Linked DNA regions of Mus musculus: region 1 is linked to region 2. The links are chromatin contacts, called in public Hi-C maps. All regions are on one chromosome and are shown on one strand. Each heading gives the region's core, a stretch centred on a gene start, on an enhancer-like site or on the middle of the called end of the contact. The rest is flanking DNA. Distances are from core to core; before and after follow the strand shown. Region 1 overlaps Bcas3 (breast carcinoma amplified sequence 3). Region 2 overlaps Bcas3 (breast carcinoma amplified sequence 3).

Region 1 (2,820 bases), core at 263-2,762, 91 kb after region 2:
TCATGTCCTAATGATGAGCAACACAGTGTATGCAGAGCCCTGTGGGATACAGTGGAACTTCAGTTTCACAGGGATTCCAAGGCCCATTTGTCTGAATTTCCCAGAGATGGAAATGAACAAGTTACCATAGTACAGAGTAGACTGATCCCTAATCTGAAATCTACCACTCAATACATTGGGGTATTGGAATATTTAGGAGGTTTTGATTAGGAATATTTAATTAATTAAGCCTGCATATATATTCTAGAATGCAAGATACTCTGACCCTGAGCAGTTTAGATGAGGTCTGTTAAGGCTGGTATGGTATGAAACCCATGTTCAGTACTTAAGTGTCCCTCCCTTCTTCCTTCCCTCCCTCCCTCCCTTCCTCCTTCCCTCCCTTCCTCCCTCCCCTCCCTCCTGCCCCCCTCCCGTCTCCCTTCCTTTTTCTTATTGCTTTATTGTTGAAGAAAGGAGACAAAATGAGAATTGTATTGATAATTGCACATTCACACACAACCTCTGCTATCCAAAAAGGACAAGCCAAGAAGCACACTCCTGAACACTGTGCAGGGGACGCCCTTCTATTCGGTACCCCTCTGAAGGAGGAACCTGCAGCGCATTTGTGTGGCATAGTGGAAGACACTCCTCAGAGAAACACCACAATTCCCCCTGAGCTTGGAAAAAGTGATTAAAGAATTCGAACGTAATTACCTCAAGTTTGGCTTTTCTTTTAAAGGACCCATTCATCTTAGAGATTCCCTGATAATCTAAGTCTGACAGCTGAATCCGTTTTTTTTTTTTTTTTTTTTTTTTTTTGGGAAGCCTTCCACCAGTAGAAGTGTGAGCAAGGATAAGCGCATAGAAGCAGTCCTACAGGAGGCCTGAGTGGAGTCAGCTTTGGCTTCTCTCAGGTTCTGTGCATGATTCAGAAGCAGGAGGTGATTTTAGTGGGTGTGCAGAGTCTCCTTTAGGTCCAGGCTTGACTTGGTGATACACAAGGTAGTGAAGTGCAGAGTGTGTGGGGCACCAGGAGGCATTCAGACAAATCACACTGCCTCTGTCGCTGCTTACAACTATGCAGTTGTATTTCAGAGACAGAGAAGTGATGGACAGATCTTCAGCTCTTCTCTGTTCTGAGTCCCTGAATGGCCATAGAAAGTTCCCAGCACTTGAAGAAAGGATGTAGGAAAAGAGCAAGCCAGCGAGTGTGCAGGGTGTGCAGCAGAATCTCTTGGCTTCTTTGTGTTGCCTGTGCACCATCATGTCCGACATCTGGAAGGCGACGGCATGTCTGCCGTCTCCTCCAGCATGGTTGTGCGTCTGCATCATTGTTCTAGCTGGTACATTTCTTTTCGTTTTTTTTCCCGGGGGGTGGGGGGAAAAGGGCAACTTTTGGTCTGTCACAGGGTCAAGTGATGATTAGTGGTTCCATCTCCCCTAAACACGTGACTTGCCCAGGAAAGCTAAGTCAGTTTCCAAAAATTTGGTAACCATTAGAGTGCTTCCTAAGTCACTTCCGGATGTCAGGCCCAAGGTGGAGAGGGGACGGGCTGTGCTGAGTGCTTGCCAGTTCTGCACCGAGGGGATTTGGTTTGGCAGCTGATTGAGCCAAGGAAACACTCCTGCAAGTGCGGGGCTAGACAGGAAGCACTTTTGAAAGTGCTGTTTTGATAGAGGATCATGAGATCAGGCGACTAGCTGTGAACTTTCCACATTGCCTAGGCCTTGCAGCACTGTGCTGGGGACCCGAGGGGAGAGGGAAGGAAAGGAAATCAAAGGAGCTAAAGGCCTAGGAAATTTTCTGGGGAGCCTCAAAAATTACAAATTTCTTTGAAGTAGAGGACCTTACTAGATGATTCATTTCTTGTTTGCTGTTCAACATTCCAAGGCCACCGTTCACCTTTCCTTCCATTCTTAACAAGGTTGTTAACCTAGAAAACCAGTACAAGCCCCGTCCTTTCTGACCACCTTTCTACAGCTCTCGGAAGATCACTCTTCCAAGGGAAGCAGCACATTGAACAAAGGTTGTACTTTCGTAAGATAGACATTTTATAATGATCAATTTTGACAACTTGGCCTGGCCGCCATGTGTCTCCCAGCCCTGTCGGTGGGTGGGTATTTGTCAAGAATGAGAATATGTCGGAGTCAGGCTGCTTTATAGCGGCCAGATTGGAGTTTCAGCTTCTAGGATTTTCGACATCGCTGACGCCCTCTGGCAGCATAGAGGGGCTGTGCTGTCCTTAGGGATCCTGTTGGAGAAGAGCTTCCTGCCCACGGTTTTGTCACCCACAGACTTTTTAAAAATTATTATTATTTTTTAATGTCTCTCCTTGGAAATGACTCTTTGATTCGTCCAAATCTTTCAGAAGTCTGCAGGAGTCAGACCTAGCTGTTGCTCACAGCCAACGTTTCAGTTGTGTAAGGCAGTGTTGCAGACTGAAAATGAGAAGGAAAATCCCCTTCTGTTGGCAGGGGGATGTGCAGCTCTGCTTAGACCAGCAGCGCCTCTTGCTTTGTTACTTTTGTTCATAAGAGGTACTGCCGTATCCCACGGCCTCATCACCCACACTGCGGCTGCCCTTCTGTAGACAGCTGGTATTTCCCTCATGGAGTGTATGTTAGTGCTGGCCCATGGGATCTGCAAGATATAGCCACATACTTTGGAGATAGCTGAAAGACCGCCTTCACCTTTACCAAGTTTCTATGCCTGTTTTTAGATCACTGTGACACCTCAGTGTAAAGCTCACTCAATTGCTTATCAGGACTTAATCATCATCACACAAGTATTTGAATTCTGTCTCCCAGGGCTCCTAAAAAAAACCCAGCAAACAAAATGTC
Region 2 (2,830 bases), core at 219-2,718:
GTAGAATTTCTCCCATTTTCTCTTTTGTGTTCTTTTCTCCCTCTGTGTACTAGAGCCATGTAGCCATCCCAGCTCCTTGGTACAACCCCCTGGCAGCCTTATTTCTCCCTACTTCTCCTCACCCCTCATTCTAGCCACAAACTGCCCTTTTAGAGTAAATTATACTTACTGTACATACAAGCTTTGTAATAGTGACTTTCTTTTTAAATTTTACTCTTATAAATCAGGCTCCTAAATCCAAAATTCATTTTAGCTTCCAGGAAGTACTTGTATTACACATTAAAATAGCATACAGTACTTTAAGAGTAAGGAACAGGTGAGGATATTCTGAGAATCAGGAGAGAACAGCTAGAGAATTAACTGTTGTGCTATTGACACAAGTATAATGTGTTATGTATAAATATATGTTCAAAACAGTCACATGATGGCAGACCACCAATTCTCTTGGAGGTATACTTTTAATTCTCCTTGACACTGGAGAACACCAGATGGTGAGTTCTGGACCATTCTGTGTGCTGTAGCAGAACATCACTAATAACTGTCTCCACCTGAAAAACATGGATTGTTTTCCTCCTCTGTACCCGTAGTGGTTACTGTGGTACCAGGAAGCTTTCTTAGAAAAAGCAACCAATGCTTTTGCTAGATTTCTGTTGCAATGTTTTGTCATCTGCTGCCTTCCCAAGGAGCAACAATCACAGCAATAAGAACTGCAGTTGGGATCATCCTTGGAGATTCTGCCTCTGTTTAAGTCCGCGCAGTTGTTTGGTAAAGCGTGTCCAGCCTCCATGTCCAGAGCTAATTTTCTTTCCTTCCATCTCCTGCTGAGATCCCAGGCCTGTGCAGCCTGGTCTGCGGGTCAGAAGGCACTGTCTCACACCAGGGCGCTGCTGTTTCCTTTTCCTACTGAGTAGATTGCAGAATATACTGGAACATGCCTGAGAAAAGGTCAGAAAGAAGGCTGAGAGTCCAGGAACTGCAGCTGGGAAGCTTGTCATCCTCATCTGTGAGGGAAAGGAGGCGGGCTAGGGGCCTGAGGGAGGGAGAGCAGAGCTGGAGGGAGGGAGGGAGGGACAGACACTCCCTTTCTGACCAAAAGCAACCCATATACTAGAAATTCCAGTTTGTACTGAGCACTTAAAAAAAATAAATATACATATATATGTTTTAAAGGATTTTATTTGATTTTGATTAAATAATAGTTGAGATTTAGTTGAGAATGCTTTAATGTTAAATTAGACCACAAGCAAGAGCTAAGCATGCTTTCTAGCTTTGCAGAGCTCAGCTATCCAGTGATTGTTTTAGGACAAGCTACCATTGTATTCTTTTTAACAGAGTCAAGAAGTCAACTTTTCAACTCCAGAATTAACTTAAAACTCTTTGGTAAATTTTGCTGCTTTATACCCGCCAAGTCCAGGGCCGGATAGTAAAAGCAGACCGGCAGTTTTGCTTTTGTGTGGGACGGACTGTGCGCATGCGCAGAGGCTCTGAGCGCTTCTTACCCAGCTTTCCTCTGGGACTGGGTAGACAGGAGGACGCTTGTACGCTGTCCTCAGAATAGCGAGAGTGTTGGGAGGAGGATGGAGATGAGGAAATATTGGGAGAAAGGATGTTTCTATAGGGTTGGGAGTGCCAGGAACCCGCGAGTTTGGGTTTGAGGGGTACCCTTGTTATTTTAATTTCCAAATACAATTTCCATTACTTGCAGCCAGGAGCTTGATGGGGTGAGAAGCAGAGCCCCTCAACTGTGGCAGATCCCTTTAGTCTGTGGAGATTGATGAAAACGGACTGGACTGAGGCATCTGGTTTGCTGAGACATGGATGGTGTCTGTCATAAGCCCTTTTAAATAGCCTGCCTGATGCCTGATGTGGGTTAGGGCCCTATGTCTAAGGAGCACAGGAAAACCCAGAAAACTGCAGACCTCCTAACTATGCTGTCCCATGGGCACGCTAATTTGCTCTTGTAAAGGAATCTTAACATCTCTATGCCTGTTTGTCCTCGGATCCCCAGTGACCTCCTAAGAGGCTCACCGGACACCCCATTGTTCGTTGTCTGTGTTCTTTCTCACAGCCCTCTTTCTTAAGGAGTCTTTCTAAGGCTCCCACTCATGACCACGTGTATCTCACGCTTCTGCTAACCTGGCACGGGTTTTCGGCTGTCTCCCACTCTGAGTTCCCCCTTGCAGGAGATTCCAGAGCTGTGACTGCTGCACATCATGCTTGGTGGTTTTCTTTTCCTTACTTCATGGTGTGATTGGGCAGCAAAGAGGATCAGGAGGAGCGATGGCCTCATTCATTTGTTCATTCGTTTCCTCTCACGTGTCCTGAAGAAGTCCATGCACAGAGTATGCTGATAGTAGCTCTAGCGTTCAGCAGAATGTGAAGTGCTCAGCACTTTCGGGGTCTTGCTTCCCTTAGAAATGTCTCGTGCTTGGCAGTTTGCCTCGTTCACATGTTCTCACTTCCCTGCATCCAGAAGCTGGGAATCCAGTCCTGGCAGCTTCTGCACAGAGGCTAAAGATAAAGCAGAAAGGAGCCAAGCTTCCTCCCACATTACCTGGGAGTTGCTGTTGATGGCTTTTCCACAAATGTCCGGGTTTGTCAAAGCCCAGTAAATCTTGGAAAGTTTATTTTCCTTGTAGCATCTGTGTTTTATAATGGGTCTTTTAATTTGTTTTTACTCTGTCTGCAGGGATTTCTTTTGTCCGGAGTTTTCAGACTCTTGGCTTTTTTTCCTTTCCTGTGGAAGTGAGTCCGTTAATGATGACTGGTTTGGGAATATGACGCTCTGCAAACCTGACCTGGGATGCCGCTCCTCCGGAGCAGCCACAAA

The links. Hi-C and Micro-C count contacts between places; a contact is called where the count stands out from the background.
Region 1: a contact with region 2 is called in a Hi-C map of liver, with 2.9 times the contacts expected there. The contact joins two enhancer-like sites. A contact is called at or near these places in 4 of 39 promoter capture datasets (HPC-7-derived erythroid cells, cranial neural crest, frontonasal cranial neural crest and 1 more), 11 of 484 Hi-C or Micro-C datasets (the AML12 cell line, the HL-1 cell line, the N1E-115 cell line and 7 more), 4 of 115 datasets of contacts at active chromatin or transcription factors (craniofacial prominence, embryonic limb bud, fibro-adipogenic progenitors and 1 more) and 1 of 9 other capture datasets (embryonic stem cells).

The regions. Positions count from the first base shown.
Region 1 is chr11:85,614,024-85,616,843 of GRCm38.p6, forward strand. All of the region lies in intron 22 of Bcas3 (breast carcinoma amplified sequence 3), which reads left to right. Among named protein-coding and RNA genes, the nearest start is that of Bcas3os1, 100 kb to the right of the region's middle. Within about 2 kb of position 1,513, at least 11 of the 459 cell types and tissues checked have an H3K27ac peak or open chromatin away from gene starts, as enhancers often do. A contact at or near this core is called in liver, where this site is marked.
Region 2 is chr11:85,522,898-85,525,727 of GRCm38.p6, forward strand. The region is part of intron 15 of Bcas3 (breast carcinoma amplified sequence 3); the gene reads left to right. Among named protein-coding and RNA genes, the nearest start is that of Bcas3, 170 kb to the left of the region's middle. Within about 2 kb of position 1,469, at least 82 of the 459 cell types and tissues checked have an H3K27ac peak or open chromatin away from gene starts, as enhancers often do. A contact at or near this core is called in liver, where this site is marked.